Linked DNA regions of Anas platyrhynchos: region 2 is linked to region 1. Evidence: chromatin contacts called from public Hi-C data. All regions are on one chromosome and are shown on one strand. Each heading gives the region's core, a stretch centred on a gene start, on an enhancer-like site or on the middle of the called end of the contact. The rest is flanking DNA. Distances are from core to core; before and after follow the strand shown.

The links. Hi-C and Micro-C count contacts between places; a contact is called where the count stands out from the background.
Region 2: a contact with region 1 is called in a Hi-C map of subcutaneous adipose tissue, with 2.3 times the contacts expected there. The contact joins two enhancer-like sites. A contact is called at or near these places in 4 of 8 Hi-C or Micro-C datasets (liver, skeletal muscle and subcutaneous adipose tissue).

What each region holds. Positions count from the first base shown.
Region 1 is chr1:70,962,525-70,970,405 of IASCAAS_PekinDuck_T2T, reverse strand. No RefSeq gene overlaps it. Among named protein-coding and RNA genes, the nearest start is that of CDPF1, 7.6 kb to the left of the region's middle. Within about 2 kb of position 4,430, at least 1 of the 8 cell types and tissues checked has an H3K27ac peak or open chromatin away from gene starts, as enhancers often do. A contact at or near this core is called in subcutaneous adipose tissue, where this site is marked.
Region 2 is chr1:71,272,631-71,280,511 of IASCAAS_PekinDuck_T2T, reverse strand. No RefSeq gene overlaps it. Among named protein-coding and RNA genes, the nearest start is that of WNT7B, 180 kb to the left of the region's middle. Within about 2 kb of position 2,966, at least 2 of the 8 cell types and tissues checked have an H3K27ac peak or open chromatin away from gene starts, as enhancers often do. A contact at or near this core is called in subcutaneous adipose tissue, where this site is marked.

The DNA of each region.
Region 1 (7,881 bases), core at 3,181-5,680:
GACCCTCAAAGGCTGCCCAGAGCCAGCGCCTTGCGCCAGCAGCCGGTGTCACTCTGCCATGCCAGCACCACCTGCAGCTTCCACGGGTACAGCCACTCGTCCCTTGCCTCCTGCAAGTGGTGTCGCGTTGGGGAGCTGTGCCCTACTCTCAGAGCAGGCCTGCCTGGGCCTGGCCATGCCTACGCTGCTGTGCCCAGGCCCAGTGCTGCAGTGAGCGAGCAGGGGTCCTAGCGCGAGGAGCTGCAGGGTGTGGTGGGTGCTGCTGCGGGCAGCAAGCAGCTGAAGGCTGGTAGGCAGTGTCCAGTGTGTCAGCAGTAACATCCCTGATGAGTTAATGATGCAACAAAGGTTGCCCTGGATTTGAAAAGAGTATGGCTAAACAGTACTAAACAGTATGGCTATCTGATACGATTGTGAAAGGTGCTAGACTTCAGAACTCAGAAGTCAGGAAGGCTTGTTTAGGGACTTCGTGATTTCTATCATGCGGTCAGCTGCCTTGTCAAAGAAATCAAGGCGGTGCATCATTGGCTGTAGGACAAGCGTGACAATTTGTAAGCTTACAGAATGGCAGAACGGCTGACCTGGGAAGGGACATGGTGCTAAAACAAAACCACCTACAGCAGACTGTACAAGGACCATGTCCTGGCAGCTTTTGAAGATCTTCAAGAATGAGACTCCACAACCTCTCTGGGCAGCTTCTGTCAATGCTCCATTACCCACACAGCACAGAAGGGCTTCCCAATCTCCTACAAGTATGTAGCGATGCCAGTGCTTTTTTACAGCAAGCCCCTCACTTTTTCTATAAAAAGAGAAACCTGATTTTTTTTTTATATAATAGAACCTCAATGTAAGTACAAGAATCACACATGTCATTGCTGAGCAAGTGAAGTGCTTTGTTGCAGATACATTCTGAAAAGCAAATGGATTGTGTGGACAGAAAGAGAAGCTTATTAATATTTTTCCAAGAAAAAATTATTTATTAGACCTAGGACTGGTTTCACTTATAGAAAGGAACATGTTAAGCAGTAGGGAGATAATAGGGCTTCCAGAAGTACACAAGTGACAAGAGGAAGACCAGGGAAAATGTGGGACCTGGTTACACAGGACAGGAAAAAGGCTAAGGTTTAGGCTAAGGTTTAGGCTGATGAAATTTCTTTTGAAAATAAAAGTCCTGACTTTCATTTTTGCCCTTCCCAGCATCCTTGCAATTTCACCAGCTTCTCAAGGCTTACGCTGCTTGTTGTCTTGGATTTGGGGAAGCCTAAGGTGCTTCTCCTTCATCTCATCTTCATTCAGCATTTCCTTACCCAGCTCTTGGAATACTTTTTCTGACTTAACCATTTAATGTTTTCAGAGCATTTTGGATGAATCACTCTCAGAGCTGAGACAGAAAAGGTTTTAGGATATGAAAGAAGAACACTCTCTTGAAAAAGGAGGTTGCTGATCCGAACAGCCACTCGACTCAAGTCTGGTAGCCATAAGACAAACTGTATAGGACAATGAAAAATGATGATACCCTAATTACAGCTAGAACTAATGCCCACAAGAGGTAGACGCACCACCAACCAAGATCTACATGTAGTCTCTTGTGAAAGAGCCTGGAGGAGAGGCCTACTGGCTTTCTTCCTTTCAGAACGTTGCCCCCTTCTTCTGCAGAGCCCTTCTGGGCCAAGGCACGAGGAGAAGGTTCCCTCTGGGAATACTTAAATAAGGCAACAATAATCGTTTCCAGATGCCAGGTCACCAAAAATTCCTTTTATAAGTTCCTTTTCTAATGGATCTCAGGTACCTCAAGTGCATTGGATACTGTGCATTCTTGCACTGTTAGAAGTGTCATGGGGTTTTTAGGGATGTCTGCTATGACCGTTTTCTCCAGGTCCACCGTGTTGGGGGTAACTATTACTTTGGCTGCCAGGAACCTGATGTCAAATGTGGACGTATTTGAGGCCACACGGACTGACAGGCTTCTGTGACTCTGCTTCATCTTGCAGATGCAGTGTACCCCCTGCCAGTCAGTCAAGGGGCCAAGCCTGCACAGGTCTTCCCTCCACTGACTTTGAACTCCACCCAGAAACAAGCACTGGTCACTGAAAATGTTGACGCTCACCAGCCCCGTGGTTGGATACCTTGTAAGGTAGGGCATCAGCAAGACAATGGAGATGTTCTGACTGTCAGCACCACTTCCTTGAGCTGCAGCTTTCAGCTGTGACTCTGGGAGACAGATAACGTAAGGAGCCTTGATGTTAAAACCTGCATTAGTCCAGGATTTTTGGGGCCAGATGGGATCCACCCAAGGGTACTGAGAGAACTGGCAGAGGAGCTGGCCAAGCCGCTTTCCATCATTTATTAACATTCCTGGCTATCGGGGAAGGTCCCAGTTGACTGGCGGCTAGCAAACATGATGCCCATCTAAAAGAAGGGCCGGAGGGCAGACCCGGGGAACTACAGGCCTGTCAGTTTGACCTCAGTGCCAGGGAAGCTCATGGAGCAGATCCTCTTGAGAGTCAACTTGCGGCACTTGCAGGGCAAGCAGGTGTTCAGGCCCAGTCAGCATGGGTTTATGAAAGGCAGGTCCTGCTTGACGAACCTGATCTCCTTCTATGACAAAGTGACGCGCTGGGTGGATGAGGGAAAGGCTGTGGATGTGGTCTACCTTGACTTCAGCAAGGCTTTTGACGCCGTCTCCCACAGCATTCTCCTCAAGAAACTTGCTGCTCTTGGCTTGGACTGGCGCACGCTTCCTTGGGTTGGAAACTGGCTGGATAGCCGGGCCCAAAGAGTCATGGTAAATGGAGTCAAGTCCAGTTGGAGGCCAGTTACTAGTGGCGTTCCCCAGGGCTTGGTGCTGGGGCCAGTCCTCTTTAATATCTTCATCAATGATCTGGATGAGGGCATTGAGTGCACCCTCAGTAAGTTGGCAGATGACACCAAGTTAGGTCCGTGTGTCGATCTGCTTGAGGGTAGGAAGGCTCTGCAGGAGGATCTGGATAGGCTGGACTGATGGGCTGAGGTCAACTGTATGAAGTTCAATAAGGCCAAGTGCTGGGTCCTGCACCTGGGGCACAATAACCCCAAGCAGAGCTACAGGCTGGGAGATGAGTGGTTGGAAAGCTGCCAGGCAGAGAAGGACCTGGGAGTGATGGTTGATAGCTGAATATGAGCCAGCAGTGTGCTCAGGTGGCCAAGAAGGCCAACTGCATCCTGGCTTGTATAAGAAGCAGCATGGCCAGCAGGTCTAGGGAAGTGATTGTCCCCCTGTACTCAGCTCTGGTGTGGCCACACCTCGAGTACTGTGTTCAGTTTTGGGCCTGTCACTACATGAAGGACATCGAGGTGCTCGAGCGAGTCCAGAGAAGGGCGACGAAGCTGGTGAGGGGCCTGGAGAACAAGTCCTATGAGGAGTGGCTGAAGGAGCTAGGACTGTTCAGCCTGGAGAAGAGGAGGCTCTTCTAAACCTAACCCTGACCCTGACCCTAACCCTAAACCTAACCCCATCCCTAGTCCTAACCCTAGCCCTAACCATAACCCTTACCATAACCCTAAACCTATCCCCTTCATGCCACCTTGGCTGCTGTCTGCACTAGCAAGACCAGCCTTCAGGAATGCCAGGTCACAGAGACCAGGGGAACAGCTGGAGCAAGGAAGATGTACCCTGAGTGGAAGAGGATCAGGTCAGGAATACTTCAGTGAAGTGAGCATTCCAGAGTCCGTGGGTCCTGATGCCATGCACCCACAAGTGTGGAGGGAGTTGGCTGCTCACCTTGCAAGGCCACTCACAATAATCTTTGATCATTCATGGCAACTGGGGAAGTGCCTGAAGACCAGAGAAAAGCAAATGTCACCCCTATCTTCAAGAAGGACAGGAAGGACAAGGCAGGGAACTATAGGCCTGTCAGCCTAACCTCAAACTTTGGGAAAGTGATGGAGCAACTAACCCAGGAAACTATTTCCAAGCACACGAATGACAAGAAAATCAAGAGCAGTCAGCATGGATGCACCAAGAGGAAATCAGGCTTGACTAGCTTTATAAACTTACATGGTGAAATGCCTGGTCTGTTGGATGAAGAGAAAGCAGTGGATATATTCTGCCTGGACTTCAGCAAGGCTTTTTATGCTGTCTCCTGTAAAATCCTGCTACACGAGCTCCCGATGTTATCGGCCTGATGGGCAGTGAGGTGATCGAAAACTGCCTGGATGGCCAGGCCCAGAGCAGGGTGATCAGTGGCACAAAGTCCAGCTGGAGATCAGTAACTAACGAGGTACCCCAGGGGTTACTACTGGGCCCAATCCCGCTTAATACCTTCATTAATGATCTGGATCATGCAGAAGAGGGTGCCCCCAGCAAGTTTGTGGATGACCTGGGACTGCTAGGAGTGGCTGATTAACCACAGGGTCATGCTGCCATCTGGAGGAAGGATGAGGGATCTGAAGAAACAGTCTGACAGGAAGTTCTTGTTCTCTTGTATTGGTTGCACTACTCATGAAGTTCAACGAGGAGAAGCATGAAGCCTTGCATCTGGGGAGAAACAACCTCATGTATCACTATATGCTGGGGGCTGCCCAGCTGGAAAGCAGTGTGGCAGAAAAGGACCTGGGCATCCTGGTGGAAACCAAGTAGAACATGAGCAGGCAGTGTGTATTTGTCACAAAGAAGGCCAGTGCTATACTGGGTTGCACTAGGTTAAGTATTACCAGCAGGTCAAGGGAGGTGATCCTTTTCCTCTGCTCAGCACTGGTGAGGCTGTTGTCGACGGAAGGAAGACACAGACGCTCAATATGAGTGAACAGTGAACTTCAACTTTAATGGTTAGCTCAGTTGCCTTTTATCTAGTTCAAACATAATCAACTCATACATATTGCAGAAACTAAGCTCAGGATTGGCTAACACTTCCCGGGCTTTTCAGTCAGTTCCTCCTTCTTTTAGCTACTGTCCTGCCTTAGGGACTTCCCACCCCCCCCACCCCCCCCCTGCTGCGTACGTGCCCAGGCTCATATGAGTTGAGTACGGTACTTCACTAGCCCATTGCCTCCTAACTGCTCAACATCCACATGTCCTACTTCACTTAACCATTCCTCCACATGAGGCCACACCTAGAGCACTATGTCCAGTTCTGGGCCCCCCAATAATTATTATCCAATAATGAGGATATGCTGGAGCAAGTCCAACAAAGGGACATGAGGCTGATGAAGGGACTAGAGCACCCCTCCTGTGAAGAGAGGCTGAGAGGGCCGGGACTCTGCAGAGTCTCAGAGAGATCTCATCAATGTCTATAAGTACCTGAAGGATATTTATACCTGGAGGGTACAAAGAAGATGGAGTCAGGCTCTTCCCAGCAATGCGCAGTACCAGGGGACAAGAGGCAGTGTGCACAAACTGGCAGACAGGAGGTTCCCTCTGAACATAGAATCATAGAATCATAGAATATCCTGAGTTGGAAGGGACCCTTAAGGATCATCAAGTCCAACTCTTGACACCGCACAGGTATACCCAAAAGTTCAGACCATGTGACTAAGCGCACAGTCCAATCTCTTCTTAAATTCAGACAGGCTCGGTGCAGTGACCACTTCCCTGGGGAGCCTGTTCCAGTGTGCAACCACTCTCTCTGTGAAGAACCCCCTCCTGATGTCAAGCCTAAACTTCCCCTGCCTCAGCTTAACCCCGTTCCCGCGGGTCCTGTCGCTGGTGTTAATGGACATCAGGAACCCTTCCGTGCTGTGCAGGTGACAGAGCACTGGCACAAGTAGCCCAGAGAGGTTGTGTAGTCTGCTCATCAGAGATCACTAAAACCACCTCCTCATTGGATATCACCAAAGGCATATCCTGGACTAATACAGGTTTTAACATCAAGGCTCCTTACGTTATCTGTCTCCCAGAGTCACTGCTGAAAGCCGCATCTCAAGGAAGTGGTGCCGACAGTCAGAACATCTCCATTGTCTTGCTGACGCCCTACCTTACAAGGTATCCAACCACGGGGCTGGTGAGCGTCAACATTTTCAGTGACCAGTGCTTGTTTCTGGGTGGAGTTCAAAGTCAGTGGAGGGAAGACCTGTGCAGGCTTGGCCCCTTGACTGACTGGCAGGGGGTACACTGCATCTGCAAGATGAAGCAGAGTCACAGAAGCCTGTCAGTCCGTGTGGCCTCAAATACGTCCACATTTGACATCAGGTTCCTGGCAGCCAAAGTAATAGTTACCCCCAACACGGTGGACCTGGAGAAAACGCTCATAGCAGACATCCCTAAAAACCCTGTGACACTTTTAACGGTGCTCTTCATTTTTGCAGTCTACTTGCTCTTGTCCCTCTGGGCCATACAAAAAGACAGGGCTGACAGGGCCAGCAAAGACAAGATTATAGTTCTGCCTGACAACGACCCCTTGGACAAAGAGAGCTTTTTGGTCACCTTGTACACAGGCAGTCGCTGGGGAGCTGGAACCAAAGCTGACGTTTTTCTCCAGCTCATTGGTCAGAACGGCACAAGCGATGTCCACTGCTTACGGCACCCCCAGGTTCCTTCTTTCCGTCGAGGAAGCACTGACCGCTTTCTCTTGACAAGTAGGGAGGACTTAGGAGACATCTGCGCCTTCAGGGTCTGGCACAGTAACAGGGGCCCATCTCCTGGATGGTTCTTAAGCAGAGCCAAAGTTGAAAACACGTCCACTCGGAAGACCTGGCTATTTATGTGCAGGAAGTGGCTTTCTCTCGACAAGGGAGATGGCTTACTGGAAAGGACATTCTTTGTCACAAACCCCAATGATCCCCTACCCAGAAAGGACTACTTTTTGATCCGTCTCTCCAGTCATCTGAGAGAGATTATTCTCTTGCTTTACAAAATGCATCATCAACAAAACACATTACTCACTGATTAATGACATACATGATTCATGAAGTTAAATTCTACTCCTACTATCAAGAAAAACCAGGCTTCTCCTCTGATAGAAAAAGTGAGGGGCTTACTATAAAATAACACTAACACCCCTACATAGTTGTGCAACTGTATTGGGTTTACATGGCAAGGGCTTGGGAGCAGGGGTGGGTACAGGAGTGGCCTCCATGAGCAAAGCCCAGCTGCTGCCCCATGTCAGATCAGAGCCAGTTGCACACAGCTCCAAAGGGACCCGCCCCTGGCCAGAGCTGATCCAGTGAGGGATGTTGGTTGTGCATCTGTGGGAGCAGATTTATTAAAGGGAAACAACTGCTGCAAAACAGCAGCTGGGAGAGAGGAGTGAGAATCAGCCCTGCAGACCCCAAGGCCAGTGCAACAGGAGGGCAGGAGGTGCTCCAGGCATGGAGCAGCAGTTCCCCTGCGGCCTGTGGAGAGGCCCCTGGTGGAGCAGGCTGTCCCCCTGCAGCCCATGGGTCCCACGTGGAGCAGATCTCCACACTGCAGCCCGTGGAGGAGTCCCCGGTGGAGCAGGTGGATGTGGCCTGGAGGAGGCTGCAGCCCATGGAGACCTTCTCAGTCTCCAAGATTCAGAAACAATTCTTTTCTCATCTGCAATACAGCCCAAACCAGTCACCATGTACTGTACAGACAGCCTGAGAGGAGATGTCATCAATGTTTAGGCCACAAGACCAGAAAAATCAATACTTTTAGGTTAATAGAATAGTGAAATTTAAAATGTTTGTTCCCTAACGGTTATCATGTTCCTTCTGATTCAGATACATGTTTTCTTGCAAAAACTCTGGGTTCTTTTAAGTTCGATTAACACACGTGATCCTTGCGCATACATTCTACTCCTACTAAAAACTCAGGCTTCTAGTTTTTTAGAAAAAGGGAGAGTCTTGCTGTAAAATAACACTGGCATCACTACCTACTTGTGGAACGTTCCCAAGATGACTCTTCCCATACATTAAACAAACTAGAACAGTATCTCTTTCTAT
Region 2 (7,881 bases), core at 1,717-4,216, 310 kb before region 1:
GCTTTCTGATGGATTCATCAAGGTTTCAAAGATCAGCCTGATGTGGGACACTACAAAATTGTGGTACATTTTGTATTTGCATAAAGAAGACAAAGTAAAATTCTCAGCTGAATTAACTGTTTCAAAGTAGCAGAACTTCTAAGATCTTTATTCTAACCTCTTACAATACCACCATACCATCAGGACATTGTTGTAGTTTTATGTAAGGAGATAATTAGATAATTTTCACTTGACTTGGCCAGTTCATGTTAGTATATAATATGGCAAAGAAAGTGTTCAAAGAAAGCACAGAACTGTCAAACTATCATCTGTGGTAAAAAAAAAAAAAAGAAAAAAAAAAAAAGAGAGAGAGGTCACAGCAAATAATGCAATAATTTGCCTACTTTACGGAAGCACTGAGGGCAAGATATTGAGATTGATACCTCCCACTTTTCCCTAAGAGCAGTTTAAGAAAAATTCTATTTTTAGCACCAGCAGAGGAAAATAATTCTGTAGGTTTTCAGTGTTATAAGAGGCTGTGTGTTCATATTCTGAAATGTGCCTTTTACAAAGTTATTTCACATGCTTGAATATGCTGGTTCTGCCATTATTTATGACATATAAGTGGCTGTTTTAATTGAAAGTGAAAATTCATCTATGTTCTTTGACTAAAAGTATCTCTAAAATTATTCAACTTTTTTTTTTTTTGGTTTGGTTTGGTTTGGTTTGGTTCGGTTTTGTGAAAGTTTGTCTTCACAAAGACAAAGGTAACCAGTGCTTTCTCCTTTTAGAAAAAGAAATTAAACTAGAGTTCTATAAGATGTTGGGTGAAATGACTACCACTAGCAAGAATATTTTGAGATAGGGATTTTCCTATGAATGAGTGTAATTTCTATAGTCTATCTTCTGGCATAGTCCTGGTGCAGAAAGCCATGATGACATGTAAAGATTTTATCAACAGTGGTTTGAAATAACCTGTAAGACTACCTATGATTTTATCACCTGTGGGTAATATGGAAAGTCTGTTCTCACGCCAGGAAAACTTGCGTGGCACTGCACAATGTCTTGTCTTCCTAATGCATTATTTCTATAGAAGCAGTATTTAATGATGTGCAGTGACTCAGCTGGATGACCCGAGATGGTGAGTCTCAGAGGGTAATGCTCTGTTTTCCTCCAAATATGGCAATCAGTGAAAATCTGATTAAGCCAAAAGTTCCAAACTGATACCCAGGAAAACAACAGCTTCCTTATGAAATAGAAAAGATTTATTAGAGCTTTTATTTATTTATTTATTTAATTTCTCACCTTCTGTGCATATGGGCACAGAAGCACATTAGAAGTGTAGCTGAGGAAGGCAAGGAATTGTTCTGTGGAGTGTATTTTCATGTGGGCATGCCAGTTAGCATGTTTGCAAATTCTAGCATAGACGAGATGTTGTCATTTAAATAGGTGTAGTTGGTAAAGGTGAAATTGAGTTACAAGGCCACGTGGAAGGAAAAATCTCACCTAGCTAAGTTGGAACTTGTATCATCAATGAAGAGAAGTAGGCATTACCAGGAGGTTACTCAGGTATGTGTCTCTTGACTGTAGGGAAATATAGGGAATTGGGAAATATGATCATAGTTTAGATGTCTTACTTAGATGGGATGATTCTGGGGTTTAGGATTTGTTCTCTAAACTGTCTTGTTCTTGGTGGATTTTAATACACTAGTTAATACATTATTAAAAAGCATCCTTTCTTCTAGTGTAGCTGTATAAATAAAAATGCACCAGTTTACTTCAGGTTCTCACTCTCTCTCATGTTAAGATACCAACTGAGCACAGAAAATAAAGTAACAAAAGTATATAATATGTCCTCATGGAAACACGAATTCTTTTTTTTTTTTCTTTTCATTTTGTGCTGATCCATAGAGACAGTAGAGAGCATACAACATACCAGCAATTTAGGACTGTTTGCTTTTTAATAAAGCTAGTTAATCCAATCCATATCTGTCTCAGACAATAAATAATGTTCTGCTCTACTAGTATAGATTAAATACAAACTAACACAATTAAATTCATCAGAGTGAAGATGAGGACAAAAATTGACTGTTGTATTCCTGTTTTGTTTTCCTCAGTCTTCCTGACTTGTATAAATTTTAGTATCTTCTGAACATCTAAGTATGTGATTGCTTACCTCTATACCACAAAATACTGACAGGATATAATTCAACAGCTGTAAGATTGAAAATTTGCAATACAATTTTTGTTCTGGTGATTTTTTCTAAAATCTAGCAGTATTACAGTATGTTTGAGATAAATCGCTTACTTGTGTAAAGTTATAATCCAGGAAGCAATCAGTCTTTTCTAGCAGGCATTTTATAACTTAGCTCAGTAAAGCTGGGCAGAGTATTGCATAGAAAAAAAAATAATGCTTGATTTTCTTAAGTAGAAAATTGTAGATTGGCTACAAATTATTGACACTGGAATTCCACTAATATAGCATAGGACTGAAAATGCATTTTCAAAAATTGTCAAGTGGCTATGTGACTGCACAGTATTCCTATACTTATTTCAAACTTGTGGCAAGGATATTTTAAGGATGTATAACATGAAATGTTAACAGTTACTGTTAGAGTACCTTTCCTCTCTGCTCAGAAGATTCTTAGAATACTTTAAAAAACTTTTGTCGGTGTCTTTAAAAAGCTGTAGTATACCACTTGTATATACAACTAGATTGAAGTACACAATTCCTTTCACCTGCCACTGAAATACAATGAATCTACAGTGATGTGCAGCAGCTGTTTAAAATCACACAGCAAATCTGCACCAAATGCCCTGTCTGGGACAGAAAGGGAAGAGTGCAATATTCCCCTGAAAATGTGAGGAAAGGGTTGGGGGATTTGACACTGGCATTTGGCCATGGTACCACAGTGACTCATATGCACACTAAGTCAAACAGGATCGGAGTACTCTGCGTTATCCAGAACACAAGTTTTCTAGATAGAAAAGCTATTGCCTAATACCACCTTTTGGGGCCTCTCCAAGAATGAAAACAGTTGCTCCCGTGTTCTACCCTTAATAGTCTGTAGCCATGACAGCCTTGTGATTACCTCAGGCCAAACACTGTGTTTTAAAAAGTAACTTCCCCTGAAGTGATTTGTTTAACAGTTTTGTAATGCGCTGGCATATATTCTTGGCAAAATCTGTATTAAAAGAGAATTAAAGTTGAGAATAGATATCAGTGACTCCAGGCCACAAAACATTACAGAGCTATTTTAGGTACCCCAATAAGCAGGATTTACAAAATGAAGGGATTTTAGAATTGCAATGAAACTCTTAAGAGATCTCAACACAATAAAAGATAGATAACAGTCAGTGAGCGTGCGCAAACAGATCATCCTCCTCTATGTCATATTGTTCTGTACATGTTCTTCTGAATGCTGCAGATAAGGTTCACTGGTAAACATACTTCAGAGCCTCTATCCTCCTGCTTTTGTTTACATCACTCATGGTATTCTTTCATCTGTAGCACCAATTGTTGTTCCGTGTGTTGGCCATATTCTGTTCTCTTTTATTTTTCTTCAGCATGAGGTAACTATTTGTCATTCGAGAACTCAGAATCAGGCTTATTTTGGCTTCATGATTATCATTTTTACCTATTTCTTTTTCTTAACTGGATTTTTTTCAAGCTTTTTATCCACTGCTTATTCTATGTAGGAAGGGCCTCATTCAGAAGGCTTTCCACTGTCCTCCATGGCAACAATGCTGTAGTTTGCCTTTGCTTCAAATGAAATCCTTGATACAATCAGTCCCTGATGTTTTTTGTACAAACGCTGACTCTAAAATGTTGTCAGTATAGATTGACTTGTCATGAGGTGGAGAGGGACACACAGAGAGACAAGTGTTTGTGCTCATTTAATGGTCAGTTCTCACCCAACTTCTATTGTGTGTAGGGAGCTTTGTTGTTTTTAGAAAAATCACTTAATTGGAGGTAATGTCTTGATATCCTGGAAGTCCATGGAAGTAACAGGCATTTCAATAGTTGACAATTTTAAGGGAAGTCTCTTGAGAAGAACAGTTCAGTTGAATGAGAATAAAGGCAGTTATTTTTAAAGAATAGTATCAAAACCTTACAAAACCAACACATATAATTCGAGTAAAGCCTGTATATAAGATTTCAATGAGTTTTAACTTCACAGTACGTCTAATGAGTCTCTTTTGTTCTGCCAAAGGTCTTAGGAATAAAAGTGTTGGATTTCAAGGACCAATTTTACATTTACTTTAGTTTGTAGACAAATTAATTTACTTCTAAGAGGGAAAAATAAATGCCCGACAGACTTGTGTATTACTTTCCTTCCCTAAGAGGGAAAGTTAATTTAGCCACAGTTGGTATTTTTCGATTCCTGAACTGTGAAAACAAACTAACAAAACAAAACAAATAACAAAAACAACAAAAAACAAGTGCATCAGGGGAAAAAACAAAAAACAAAACTTTGGGGGAAGAAAAAATATAACACAAGAAATTGAAACGCCTAGAAATATTAACAGCCATACCTGATCATCTTGACTGCTCCTCTCTGCTCTGACTGGATATTAAGCACCCAATGCACCTTATTACTGAGAGAGGCTTATTGATCCCATTTAAAAATAAATAAATAAATCCAGTAGTGAGAATTCCATATCCTTATTAGGTAATCCTTTTTAGTGAATCTCTCTCCTTCTGCTTAGCAAGCAGACAGAAAACTGAACTTTCCCTTTCTGGAAATCAATGCCATTAAAGCCATGTGGTAGAGCTCCCATGTTGTACTGTGTAAACACGGCAAATTGGACAGCTGCTGTCTCAATAACCATCTTCAAATGCATATATGGTTGTGATAATATCTCCTCAACCTTTTCTTGATATAATCTTGATAAAGATGCCCAGTTCATTCAGCTTCATCTGGTAAGTCCTGTTTTGTCAAGTCTTACCATTCTTTCCATCTCCTGGACTATCTCATTTGTCCGCATCTGTCTGTCCTTATTGTGTGCATTTCAGTTGAACTGTGCCAGCTTGGTTGAAGGAACCATTCCACTTTGATAAGGACAAAGCCAACTCAAGTTAACTTAGTGCTTTAAGAAACAGAACAGCAGCTCTCAATATGGTTACTTAATTGCATCCATGTTCCATGTGATGAATAACATTTCCCATGTACAAAGACCAAAATTAGTAGACAAATGTTCTTCTTCCTCCCAATGTGGGGGCGGGGAGGAACGTATAAAGATGTTGTATCTATGAAAACAGATGTGTTATTTATTTAAACGGTGCAAGCTAAACAAGAAACAGTTAAGGTTAACTTGCTGTCATCTGAAATTCTTAAAACCACACATGAGAACAATGTCTTAGACAGCAGGAACTGATTTAAGTCCAATTGTTACTTGCTAAACTTGCCTGACTTAATGGAAAATAATTTGGTTGGTTGTTCTTTAAGGTGGTAGGTTTAAATAGACACTATATCTTTCCTATGTCACTCTTGTTTCTGTTTTCAGTACAGTTCTTTGAAAATACGGTTTCTTACCTGTACAAATACTGAAGCATTTTACTAGAATTGTGAGTAATCAAATCCTTGAAATATTTAAATAATATATATTATATTTTTATATATATATTATATATGTGTAATATATATATTATAATATATACCATATATAATTGCCTTTTCTAGAAGAGTCCCATCCAGTTACAAGTCTTAATCCTAATTTCTCTTCATCTACATTATAGGTGAATTCTGTTTTTCTACTATCAAGTGTGCTTCTAGAAAGTGAAACCTTTTTTCTTTGTAAATAGTAAAACTAAAGTTTCTGAAGTTGTTCTTTCACTGAGGCAAAAATGACCGGTAAGTATGACAAGCAATCTGTAAATTTATAATGATCTGTGAATTGTATTCTTGAGACATTCCCTCTGACTTTAAAGAAGTTAATGACAGGTTGATGTCTGGGAAAAAATGCTTTTTATGTAAGTTAACATCCATTAAAATTCATATGCCTCAGATGAATTATATTGATTGGAGTTGCTTGTACTCCTCTAACCAGCCTTACTTGGCTTTGGCACTTCATTCAGAAATGAGTGGAAATTCTCTATGTTGCTCTATTATGCGGGACTCTTCTGGTCATGTGAGTGTCTCTTTCCATTGCATACTCTTGCCAAACTAAGCAGCAAGAGTTGTAGATGTAGAAGTTTCTGTTCTAGACAGAAGGTGGTTTGTTGTTTTTTTTTTTTTTTTCCTTCCTATGATAGATAAATATTATATCTACACACAAATTTGAATATGACTAGTAATATAAATAAAACTACTTGTTTACTTAAATGCATGCAAAACACCTTATTTATGCAGCTCTTATACATAGGTGCTGTAGTATTTTGTAGAAGTACATACTTCAAGTTTCATTTTACTGAAGGCAAAAATGGAATTGAAACATCTTTAGTGAGATCATTCAGCAAGATAGCAGCATATACAAATGGAACCAGTTTTCTTTTCCAGTGCTCTGTCCACCAAGAGTATCTACTTGTTCACCTTTAACTTATGTTACAGTGGTTTAGTCTTAAAAAAAATCCCTAACAATATCATAACTGATATAAATAAAGTATTTATCTTTTAGGTTTCTTCAAGACTGGAGCCTTATCTAACAAAATGTAGCTCTTGTCTGTAGCAAAATCCTGTTTCACTGTGAATTTTAAATTTCTCCATTCTGTTTAGCATAAGAAGAGAAGAAAACTAAATATGCAATACTTACTTTTCTTCAACTCAACCTTTAACTGCATTCATGGAATGCAAATAATAGATACTTTTGTTACAGTACCGTAGCAATAAAAATGGAAAACACATATGGGGAGAAAATCCGCCACCAGTGAGAGCTTATTAAGTGTCCTGAAAAATATGGAAAAAATTTATAAATAAAAATGCAATTTAGAGTTGGGACAATGGATATGCGCGCTAATTGGGTGGTAATAATTTATGTGTTTTAACAATCAGCCGTAGAATGTACACAGTTCTTCAGATTTTTTATTTTTTAAAGAGAGACCAGCTGCTAGAAGCAAACATATTAATATTCTTATCTCTATATCATACATGTAGGATCATAGGATGGTTTAGGTTGGAAGGGACCTTAAATACCATCTAGTTCCAACCCCCCTGCAGGGGCACCTCCCACCAGAACAGGTTGCCCAGAGCCCCATCCAGCCTGGCCTTGAACACTTCCACGGATACACAGCTCTGGGCAGCCAGTTCCAGTGCCTCACCACCCTCTGAGTAAAGAATTTCCTCCTTATATCTAATCTAAACCTTCCCTCTTTTAGTTTAAAGCCCCTCTTTTAGTTTAAAGGACAAGCCTCCTTGTCCTATCACTACACCCCCTGACAAAGAGTCCCTCCTCAGCTTTCCTGTAGGCCCCCTTTACGTACTGGAAGGCTGCTATAAGGTCTCCCCGGAGCCTTCTCTTCTCCAGGCTGAACAACCCCATCTCCCTCAACCCATCTTCATAGAAGAGGTGCTCCAGCCCTCTGATCATCCTCGTGGCCCTCCTCTGGACTCATTCAAATAGGTCCATGTCCTTCTTGTGCTCACTGCAAGGCTCCAGATGGGATCTCACAAGAGTGGAGCAGGAGAATCCCCTTCCTCGCACTGCTGGCCACACTGCTTTTGATGTAGCCCAGGATATGGTTGGCTTTCTGGGCTGCAGTCTCAAATTGCCAGCTCATGTTGAGCTTCTCATCAACCAACACTCCCAAGCCCTCCTCACAGCTGCTCTCATTCCATTCTCCACCTAATGCGTATATGCACTTAGGATTGTTCTAACCTAGGTGCAGGCCTTGTACTTAGATATTTGATCCCTGCATTGCAAGGATCCTTAGGTACTGAGTTTTAATAATTTTCTAGCCAAAAT